2 separate regions of the Zea mays genome follow, and region 1 is linked to region 2. A link is a contact called in public Hi-C data. All regions are on one chromosome and are shown on one strand. Each heading gives the region's core, a stretch centred on a gene start, on an enhancer-like site or on the middle of the called end of the contact. The rest is flanking DNA. Distances are from core to core; before and after follow the strand shown. Region 1 holds the start of LOC100191614 (pyruvate kinase). Region 2 holds the start of LOC100276056.

Evidence for each region. A called contact is a pair of places that touch in the nucleus more often than the background predicts.
Region 1: a contact with region 2 is called in a Hi-C map of ear, with 4 times the contacts expected there. The contact joins the promoter of LOC100191614 here to the promoter of LOC100276056 in region 2. A contact is called at or near these places in 12 of 25 Hi-C or Micro-C datasets (bundle sheath, ear, endosperm and 5 more).

Annotation. Positions count from the first base shown.
Region 1 is chr4:193,274,074-193,279,628 of Zm-B73-REFERENCE-NAM-5.0, forward strand. It overlaps LOC100191614 (pyruvate kinase), which reads right to left and starts at 2,092. Exons shown (of 16, transcript NM_001137043.1): 1 at 1,935-2,092; 2 at 1,682-1,778; 3 at 1,452-1,549; 4 at 1,191-1,346; 5 at 881-958; 6 at 651-782; 7 at 384-464; 8 at 114-185; 9 at 1-26. The coding sequence starts at 2,003.
Region 2 is chr4:193,098,581-193,103,832 of Zm-B73-REFERENCE-NAM-5.0, forward strand. LOC100276056 reads left to right here and starts at 3,120. Exons shown (of 7, transcript NM_001149939.1): 1 at 3,120-3,331; 2 at 3,424-3,494; 3 at 3,765-3,873; 4 at 4,436-4,518; 5 at 4,690-4,848; 6 at 5,169-5,252. The coding sequence starts at 3,265.

The DNA of each region.
Region 1 (5,555 bases), core at 842-3,341, 170 kb after region 2:
AGTATTTCATCAAATTGGTTCAAGCCCTGCAAAGAAATAAGGAGTGTATGTATATTTGAAGGGCAAACAAATGATAGCTGGCTAATGATGTAAGAGGATTTACATGAAAATACCTCGACATTCTCAATTTTGGCAAAAATCAGAGTCTGGCTTAGATCGCCCAATTTTGACAGGAATTCCCGTGCCTGTGTCGCAAGAAGCAAATATTAGCACTGTTGACAACATTCTTCGTAAGTGTTGTACCCCAAACAAACAGTAGATAGTGTATCAAATATAGCAATGACGCATTTTCGTTGTAGTGATAGAGGTACTGCTTAGAAGCACAGCAATCAGAGAGGACAAACAGAATAACTCAAAATACATCCACAATGCAAGTTGTTTACCTGGCGCACATCCTCTGCATGTCTTGTGTAGGACAGAGAAAGGAAGTCAATCTTATTGGGAGTACCCCATTTTCTAATGACCTGAAAGCAACTCATGCATGTAAGTCTTAGGGTGGCTAAAGGACAAGGCTGCAGCTTTACAACAAATCTAGTTCCGCCACCAAATTTTCAGGTTACCAAAGGTGAAATTCTGATAGGAAGGAGACGATTTCAAAGCAACAATTACACAAGGATATATAAATCACAATTTCGAGAGTAGTTCCTTACATCCTTATCCTCATCAGACAGGGTGGGCAAGTCAATGTGAATCTGGGAGCAATGCAGCGTGAACAGTGACCCAGCCAAGGTGGCTGTGTTCTTGATTATACACACCACATCATCTCCTTTCACTTCAGAAACCTACATCAGTACGATAGGAGAGTTCCTTTTTTAAGCAAATGCTGAGAACAAACGAAAACCTACTTTCTAAAGGTACAGCATGCTAGAAGGCCTTTTACCTCCAACCAAACTGAGGTGGTCTCACTGCCAGTGAACAAGTATTGTCCCACGAATATTGTTGCCCCTGGTGTCACCGCCTGCAAGGAACAATTCTTTTTTAAAAAGTTTGTCCACTATGTGATGTGGAAACAAGACTAGACTAATAGAATGGCATCGCAGCGGCATAGTGCATAAAACTAACCCAAAAAAAATCTAAACTTGGTAGTCAGGGCATGATCAACTAGCAGTTGCCGCTGATCTCGTACTCGGTAGAAGTAAATACAGCATCGGATATTAGATCTTAGTAGAACGGCATGGGCACGTGCTAACCTTGGCGAGTCCAGAGAAGTTGATGGGCAGCAAGCTGGAGGAGGCGTCTTGGCCCCGGTGAGGGGTGAGAACGACCGTGCCATTCTCCTCGAGGGAGATCGGGGTCTCGCTCTTGTTCACCACCTGCAGCTCCGGGCCCACGGTGTCGAGCATGACCTGGTACGCAGAGTGGGATGCTTGCAATTGTCAGCTCCGTGGCGCACATTCGTTCGTTCGTTCAGAGCCGAGGCGCCAGACAAGGCGAGAGCAAGGTGAACTTACAGCGCAGAGCTTCTTGGTGGACTTGATGGAGAGCTTGAGGTTCTCCAGCGTCTCCTGGTGGTACGCGGCGTCCCCCCACGAGAAATCGAACCGGGCGACTGCAGTCGGAGGAGGAAAAACCAAACCAACCAGCCAACAAATCAGTTCCAGTGCCAGACTGCAAGCTCCAGACGGCATTGAGAGAGAGAGAGAGAGAGAGAGAGAGAGAGAGACGGAGAGTGAACAGTTACCGGACATGCCGGCCTTGAGGCAGGCGGAGATCGTGTCGACGGAGCGCGACTTGGGGCCGAGAGTGCCGACGATCTTGGTCATCGCCGGGAAGTAGCTCTGATCCAGGCAGGGATCCGCCCGGCACCGAACCGAAAAAAGCAAAAGTTAGTCAGGTCTCAGTCGAGGTAGGGGTTCCGCGACCGATCCCGCACGAATCAGCGACGAAACGAATCTGAACATGACGACGGGCGGGCGGCACGGCGGAAGGCTTACGGGCTTGGAGGGCTCGAGGATGGAGGCCATCCGGATGGGCTCCTCGAGCAGGAGGTTCGTGGAATGCATCCTGACGGTGGCGGCGGCGGCGGCGGCGGCGGCTGTCCTCCCTTCCTTTCCCTCTTCTTCGGCTCCAAGGAAAAGGAGGCAGATGCGAATGGGGGTCCGTTGCTTGACCTCTCTCGGCTCGGCTCGGTTAATAATGGCAGCAAACGAATCTCTTGCTCCGTGCTTCCCCTGCCACCCCCCGCCTATGCTTTTTGGGTTTCCAATTCCAAACTTCCAATGGGCCCTGCTGCGGGAAATGGAGACACGCCGACGCCGATGGGTCCCGGGAACGGCGGCCGCCGCCGGTTTTCTGCTGCCTCCGGCCACATGTTGCTGGGTCCGATCTAGGCCCAGGCCCAGAGCCCAACTAGCTGCGGGACCGCAAAGCAGCCGGGGGACTGGAAGTCTGGAACTGAGCCGGTGTCCCGGATGGGACGGGATGCTTGAGACAGGACACGTCACACGTCCTGCCCATGAATGATACAAGTCGCTTGTTCATCTCCGGGTTCCAAAACATGTTTATGTACTTTTATTGGCTAACAACATCGTCCTAGATCGTCCATTTAGAGCATTTATATCAACAATAAAAATGTGAGAAAGATAAAAAAACTGCTCCCCGTTCTCTTTTTTGGCGTTGTAAGTACCAAGAGAGACGAGAAATAAAGGCGGATGAACCTTTACTAGCCAAAACCCAAAACCCAGCTCATCCATGCCACGTGTAACACAAACTCATGTGGCTGCATCAGCGTTTGGAAGTCCATTGAAAGGGAAGCGTATCCTCGGTTTTGAACGGTTTCCACGGACAGGAAAAACACACGTTCGAAAGCCGGGCACACAATCCCCGTCTCGTGAAACTCTCGCCTCGTCTCGTCCGCTCCCTGTCTCGTCTCGTTCTCCTTGGATCCAATAGTCGCCTTCACGCTTCACCCACCCCGTTGTAGCACCCCAGTCTCGCCTCGCTTCCTCCGGATTGAGCCGTCGCTTCGCCCACTGCGGATATAGCACCCCCGTCTTACCTTGTATCGTCCACTCCCGTCTCCGTGTATCGGCTCGTCCTCCTCCGGATCTGTAACACCCAACTGGTGAATAATAAGAAAAGAGTTAATCTTCTTATATGTATTGCTCTACTCATTAGAACACATGAAAAAAGTGAACAATTCTCTAATAAAACATAAATAATCCATGCATCATGTTGAAGTTTATTTGTTTGTGCATTCAACAACAACAATAACAACAACAATAATAATATATTGATGATGAGGTTGAGATTTAACCTAATATGCAATTTAGAAATTGGAAATAACATAGAAAGGAAAAAAAGGAAAATACTACTGTCAGCGTTTCGACCCCGGGGGTCCCTGGACCGACGAGTAAAATTGTCGCTGCGTGCCCCAGCCCAGATGGATTGGCGCGAGACGGGACACGAAGGGGGGAAAAACCTCGGCTCGTGTTATCGTGCGCCAGAGTGGGTGCGCTTGCAGTAGGGGTTACAAGCGTTCGCGAGGGAGAGAGGGAGTCTCGCGCGACCACCCTCCTGTATGAGGGCCCTGGCCCTTCCTTTTATAGATACAAGGAGAGGGTCCAGGTGTACAATGGGGGTGTAGAAATATGCTAACGTGTCCGGCAGAGAGGATCCAGAGCCCTAGGGCTGGGCACTTTTAAACCGTAAACCGAACACCGAACCGAACCGAGCCGAACCGAACCGAAATTTCGGTTTTTTCGGTTGATCGGTTCGGTGTCGGTTATTGTTTGTGTGCAGATCGGTTTTCAGTGGCAGTGTCGGTTTCCAGCTTGCAAGAACCGAACACCCGAACAACCGAAGGACTACTGCGATTGTGCGGTTGGCTGGTTGTTTTGCTCCAATTTGAAATTATTTGATGAATCAGCCCATGGCCCAACTTGGCCCATCAACCTTCCCACGCACGTCAAGTTAGTGGACAGCACGCATGGGCCACGGTGGTGAGCAGCCAAGCATAGCGCTGGTGGGAATTTAGGATGCTAGGACATTGGTGCACTGAAGTTTGGTGAATTTCAGTATAAACCGAACACCGAACCGGAACACCGAAAACCGAAGACGTCGGTTTTTTGTTTGGCTAAACACCAATCGGTTCTCTGTTTCTCAAAACCGAAGTTTTCTAACACCCGAAAAACCGAACCGAATATACCGAAAAAACCGATTGCCCACCCCTACAGAGCCCTATGTACATGCCAACGTGGCTGTCGGAGAGGTGCTAGAGTCCTGTGTACGCGATGTCGTGGCCGTCGGAGGAGCGTTTGAGCCCTATAGAAGCACAGCTGTCGGGGCTGTCGGGACCTTGCTGACGTCTCCTTGCTTCCGCAAGGGGCTGAGAGCCACCGTCGTCATGGACGCACGCGGGGAGCCATCATTACTTGTTACCGGGGCGAGCCTAGATGGGACGTCGGTCTTGTTCCCCCGTAGCCTGAGCTAGCTAGGGGTAGGGTAATGATGTACCCCCTGCGGCGTGGTCGGTCCGAGCCCAAGGTCGGGCGAGGCGGAGACTCCTCCTGAGGCCGAGGCCGGGGTCGGGCGAGGACGCGATTCCGCCCGAGGTCAAGATTGAGGCCGGGCCCTGGGGTCGGGCAAGGCGGAGACCACCTTCCAAGGTCGAGGTCGAGGCCGAGCCCCGGGGTCGGGCGAGGCGGAGTCCACCTTCCGAGGCCGAGGCGGGGGCCGAGACCTGGGGTCGGGCGAGGCGGAGACTTCTCCTGAGGCCGAGGCCCAAGGTCGGGTGAGGCGGAGCTTCCTGTGGCGCCTAAGGCTGGACTCAGCTGCTGTCAGCCTCACCCTGGCGGGTGGCACAGCGGTCAGAGAGGGGCGAGTGGCGCTGTTTTCCTGTCAGATCAGTCAGTGGGAGGGCGAAGTGACTGCGGTCACTTCGACCTTACCGACTGAGGCACGCGTGTCAGGATAAGGTGTCAGGCGATCCTTGCATTGAATGCGCCTGCGATACGGTCGGTTGGTGAGGTGATTTGGCCAAGGTTGCTTCACAATGAAGCCTGTCCGAGCTGGGCTTCGGGCGATTCGAGGGTGCGCCCGTTGCTGAGGAGGCCCTCGGGCGAGGCGTGAATTCGCCTGGGAATACTGTTCTCGCCCGAGGCCGGGCTCGGGCGAGGCGAGATTGCGTCCCTTGAGTAGACGAAGCCTTAACCTGAATTACGCCCATCAGTCTCTGCAGTTTGTGCTGATGGTGATTACCAGCCGAGTTTAGGAGTGTTGGGGTACCCCTAATTATGGTACCCGACAGTAGCCCCCAAGCCTCAAAGGGAGTGTTGGTACTCGCTTGGAGGCTTTGTTGCACTTTTTTGCAAGGGGACCAACCTTTCTCGGTTATAGTTTGTTCCGGTGGGTGCGCGCGAGCGCACCCTCCGGGTGTAGCCCCCGAGGCCTCGGAGGAGTGGTTTGACTCCTCCGAGGTCTTAATGCTTTTCGTGATGCCTTGGCCGGTCTGGTTGTTCCCTCATGCGATCTGATCGTAGTCCGGGTGCATGGTCAGGTTCTGAGTTTTCAGGCTGGTCTGTTGACGCTGTCAACGGTTTGGCCGAAGCCGGGTT
Region 2 (5,252 bases), core at 1,870-4,369:
GATCCCCGTGCTCGGCCTCGGACTGACCCCGCCATAAATGGCTGGCCGCATTAACCACGCCTGGGCACCTAGCCATAGCGTGGCCGTCGGTCCGCTTCCCACTCATGACCTACGAACCCATCGGTCCACATAGCACCACTTATGACCTACGATCCCTCGGACTGTGGCGCATTAATAGCCCGCTCGCCCTCGGATTGTGGCGCACTTATGGCCTATCGGACTAGACTTGCAGACCTCTCGCATGGCACTATACGACGGACTACACCGAGCCCCAGGCTACGGAAGCCAGGGGTCGGCGTAGCCGGAATGATGGTGTCTAGGACCATCGTCGCCCCCATGATAAATATGCGGCAGCCATGGACCCAGCGAGTACGCATGGACTCACCCGAGGTAAAACACTGGTTTTACCCTTGTCTTACGGCTCCTTCCAAGGGGACACCCTCCGAAGCCCAGAACGTGCACAATAAATTTACTTGTCAAAGCGAGGTACGAATCATCGATAGATGACACGCCAAATAGAGGACTTGCGCGTTCCACGGCGAGATTCTCCAAGCTCCGGATGGTTGGACATGATGGTGAAATAGCATGGACTCTCGTAGCAACCGAACGCTTCGAGAACTCTAGCAATGACCTCGACAACAAAGAAACGATGAATAGAGCCCCATAAATCCCGACTCCCCTGACGAACGAGTCGCTTGACATCATTTTTCTGTTTTTTAAGAAAAAAGACATACTTGCAAATATGTTGATTACTTTTACCTTTTATCAAGAGCAGTATAATAATTGACAAATTGACGTGATTTGCGGTGCGCATGAGAAAGGCTATGCTTAGTTGTCTTGCTCTAACCGCTCATCTAGCCTCACTAAGCAAATGCTAGTATTGCCAACGTAGACTACCTCACCCTGCAAAGCCATAAAAAATCCTGTTTTCACGGCAGACAAGAGAGAACCAAATGACAGCCACTGTTTAACTCCTTGTTGAGCTAGACGACGCGAGGGTGAAGTTGGAAGGTACTCGAAACCCGAATAGTCGATGGGTTTTATTTGATATGTAGACGAGTATGAGATAGTTTCTATATTCACGAATATATTATTGGACAACAACCTCTACCCGTTGGATAGATGGATACGAGTACGGATGGGTACTATCCATACCCACACACCCGTGGATAAAATATACTAGTATCATTTCATTATTATTATCTAATAAAGTTAGTTAAAATAGAACCCTTCTTTTGCTATTGTTTATTTTATCTATCAAATTATGTAATCGTATATGTTGGATCTTTTATGGGCTTGACCCATTTATTGAATAAACTCTATGGTATGTAATGGTGGAGAATACCAATAGTACCATATTGGAAGTCCAGGGGTCTTTTGGCTTGACTTATATGGTGGGAATTATTCCACTTAATTTGAGAAGTCAAGAAATGGACAAGGGTGTGCCACACGCGCGCGCCGCCGCCGGTCGGGCCGGGCCGGGCGTGGCGTGGCGCTTTTTGAGCAAATTTTAACTCATTGTATTCCATATGGAATAAGAGGAGAAGAAAAGCATTCCACGACCCCCGAGGGGCCCTCTCAAAAAGGGAACTATTCCTTAAATTTACTTTTTTTATTTATTTTTATTCGTTTTTTGAACCCCAACAAAAGTGGATTCAAAGTTACTTCAATTATCCTTTTCTTTTAAGTTCTTCTTGTAAAGTTCCATGCTTGCTGTTTGGTCAAGAAAATTAGACCTAATCCAACAAACAAGACAAGGATTGATTACGAATCTTGATTCTTCAAAGAATATATTCCGTTTCTTTCATAACGGATTATCCGCTATTCGATTTTCTATTTATTAGATATTATTTTATGCGGCGTGGCGTGGCAGGGCAGGCAGGCAGGCAGGCGGTTGCCTGTCTCTTCGTCAGCTGCATGCGAGACTCTTGTCCTTCAGCTTCCCTCTGCGAGAGGTTAAGTAGAGGAGAACCCCTGGCACTTGGTACACGAGAACAGAACCATTTCAGAGTCACAGTCCAGCCGCAAGTGAGGGTGCTCGGGGGATCGGCAATTAGGTTTTTGGGGAGCGTCTACGCGACTGCCCAACGTCCGTCGTTGTCTTCTTCACTGGTTCCTGGCGTCTTCATCTGGTACGGATAGCAAGAGAAGTTGGACAAGGATCAGGATCCTCGGAGCACATGAGAGAGTATGATCAATTCAGTTCGTTACTGTTTTACATTCTGCATATTATTTATATTCATCTCTATTGTTTCGTATGTAGCTCTGTTTTGTCATATTATAATAGGTTATATCTGTCTGTTATAATTTTACAGTCATTCTGTTTATTTTGCTATCTGTTTATTTTCAGTTGTTCCGTAATAATTCATGAACCATGTTTATATACTTATTATATTTATATGATTCATATGCTTTATGTTCTCTTGATCCATATTGGTATGGGTCAATTTGAGATCATGATTTCTATGTTTAATTATCTTTTATATTTCATCATCATAATGTTAATTTATGAAATTAAAATGATATGAAAAATGCCTATAATTCTAACAATATATTTTGTTATATTTTAACTTAAACTTATTTTTGTGCATTTATTTGACATTTTTTTAGATCGTATTTTTAGAAGTTGAGATTTTTTTAGCGGGTACGGGTTACTTAATGGGTAAAATTACCCACGCCGGTACAAATATTGATGATATTTTATACGGCAAATATATATAGTTAACCTGACGGATATGATTTCTTATAATAGATATGAGCACGGGGTATGAAATGCTATAACAGTTGCCATCTTTAGATAGATAGCAAACGTGTGGTATCCGCATAGTCCCTTTCGTGGCCGCCAATCTTTCCCGTAGACCGACTAGACACTTGCTTGACCTCGTCTAAAACAAGGGAAGGAAAGAAAAAAACCAGAAACCAGTCTGGCTTACACGCGGGCCTCACGGATGGACGGTCCCACTGTCATTGAGAATCGCAAGTAAGTTTCTCGTCCCAGCCCAAGTCTCTTGTTCATAGACTTGGATCCGTGACGGTCCCACTGTCACGGATGCCCTTGTTCACTCGACTAGGATTCTAAAGTCTAATTTAAATAATCTGATCAAATAACTGTAATACATATAAATATAGCTTGGAGCAAATCTTTCAGCCACCCGATCCCCAACCGCCCGGCCCGACATTCCCTCCAACCGCCGCTGCGGCTGCGCCGCCCACCGCCGACAGGCGACAGCATCGACAGGCGCAGCAGTCAACAGGAACCGAGCCATGGCGAGCGCGGATCTGCTGCGGAGGGAGGAGGAGTTCTACTCCTCCCTGTTTGATTCCGCCAAAGGTAACGCTAACGCCCTTCCCGCCGCTCCCGCGGATGGCGATGCGGGTTTCGCCCCCCTTGGCCCTTGCTGAAACTGTGGCCTGTGGAAGCAGGCGATGGCGCCAGGTCGCGCTCACAGCTGATCGAGAGGAAGATCGAGGCCCTGGAGGACATGGCCACCAGGGTGAGGATGCTCGTCTTTGCCTTCTGTACCTCTTGCCACACTTTTTCTTTCTTTTTTTCTTCTCTGGTGCATGGTCGAGTCAAGAATTTCCCTGCATCTCCTTTGATGACAAACGAAAACAAAAACTAGGATCACGCAAAACTGCACCCATTAAGTTTTGCAGGCTTCAATGTGATGGAATGTAACACGAAACAATTTGTGCTGTCTATGCTAGGGGTCGTCCGTCTGTTGATGGGGGTTTACACATTTGCAATGTTTTTGTATACACAGGTCAGTAACCGGAGATCGCGGAAGTGGTTTAACGACCGTTTGCTGATTGAACTCGTCCCGCGTCTTTACGTTGAAGAGATCAAAGGCCTATTCGCTCCTCCGCCGTGGGGTAAACACCAGATGCCGCTCTGGTTTACTGAATGCGATTTCACTAACCTGGCAATAATCTTCGCTGTCGTACCTACATCGTTTTAGATTGATTCATTCATGTATACATGTGCTAGAAAAGATCCACAGTTTGTTGTCAGAAACATAGATATGTATTCTCTTGTAACCATGCCCTTTTTAAAACATTCATAATTGACTACAGCGCTGAATTTTTTTTTGGAGTCAGGATATTCTCATTGTACTTTCACTATTTGTTGCAGAACTGTTACATTGCTTCATGCAATGGTGTACCAGAAAAGCTATAAACTATGTTGACATTTGATAGAAACATAGAGACTATCTTCTCTTAAGCGTGCCCATTCTGAACTTCCGCAAGGATTACAATCCTAAAATTTTGTTTAGCCGAAGCTTATGTTTGCTGCTCTTCAATCATCAATTATATGTTTTCATCAAATTCTTGTGCGGAAGTGCTCTTCCATTAATCAATGGGCATCACATGCATGGTATTTCCCTGTGTATGCTTTGGAAAAGCTCATGTCTTCTATATTATAATGATTATGCAGGTGAGCAAGTGCCCTTGTCAGCATTCTACAGGGCAAATGTTGGTGAATGGGATTCCTTCAGGAGCATTGACATGGATGCTGAGGTAGGTAGATGTTAATATGCCTGTCTTCCTAGCCACATTTTGTTCTTCATTGTCCACAGTATAATTTAGTGAGTGAAATGTAGTGATGTACAACAAGACAGGAGATTTGTACATCATGGTGCATTAGTTTATGGATCGGTCGTACTTACAAGTTTTCTTTCTTATTTGTAGGCAAGATTGATGCAGCATATGAAAAAATCATTGGAAAAACCCAGGAATCATGTCGATGAAGGGGAATCGATTGCGCTGAATGCTTGGCATCGAATAGATCGACACACTAGAGAAGCAATAAAGAGAAATTTCCTTCCTGATCTGCTTGGAATATATGAAGTACTGCCTTCTTTTCTCAAGTTTTTTTTTTTTTGAGACAACCTTCTTTCCTCAAGTTTTGACCTCTATTTACCGAAATGATTATAATGGATCATGGCTAATTAGTTTTTCTTGTAAAGAAGACATCAGAGTTCTTTGATTATGTATCTGTATGTATGTATGTATCTACTATCTAAGAACATGTAGATAATTTATTGGCACTACATCGAGTTTTCTTTCCCTCTTATTAGAAGTACGATCTTCTTAATTTCATTTATGCCACTTGTACCAGCTTCTCAGTTCCTCACGTCACCTTGCTTCTGCCTTTTTCATGTTTGCAGGAACGCGTTAGGGCCTTCATTGAAGACGCTAGTGACAAAGATGCTCTTGTGCTGAATGTTCAGGACCCATTTCAGAGACTACTG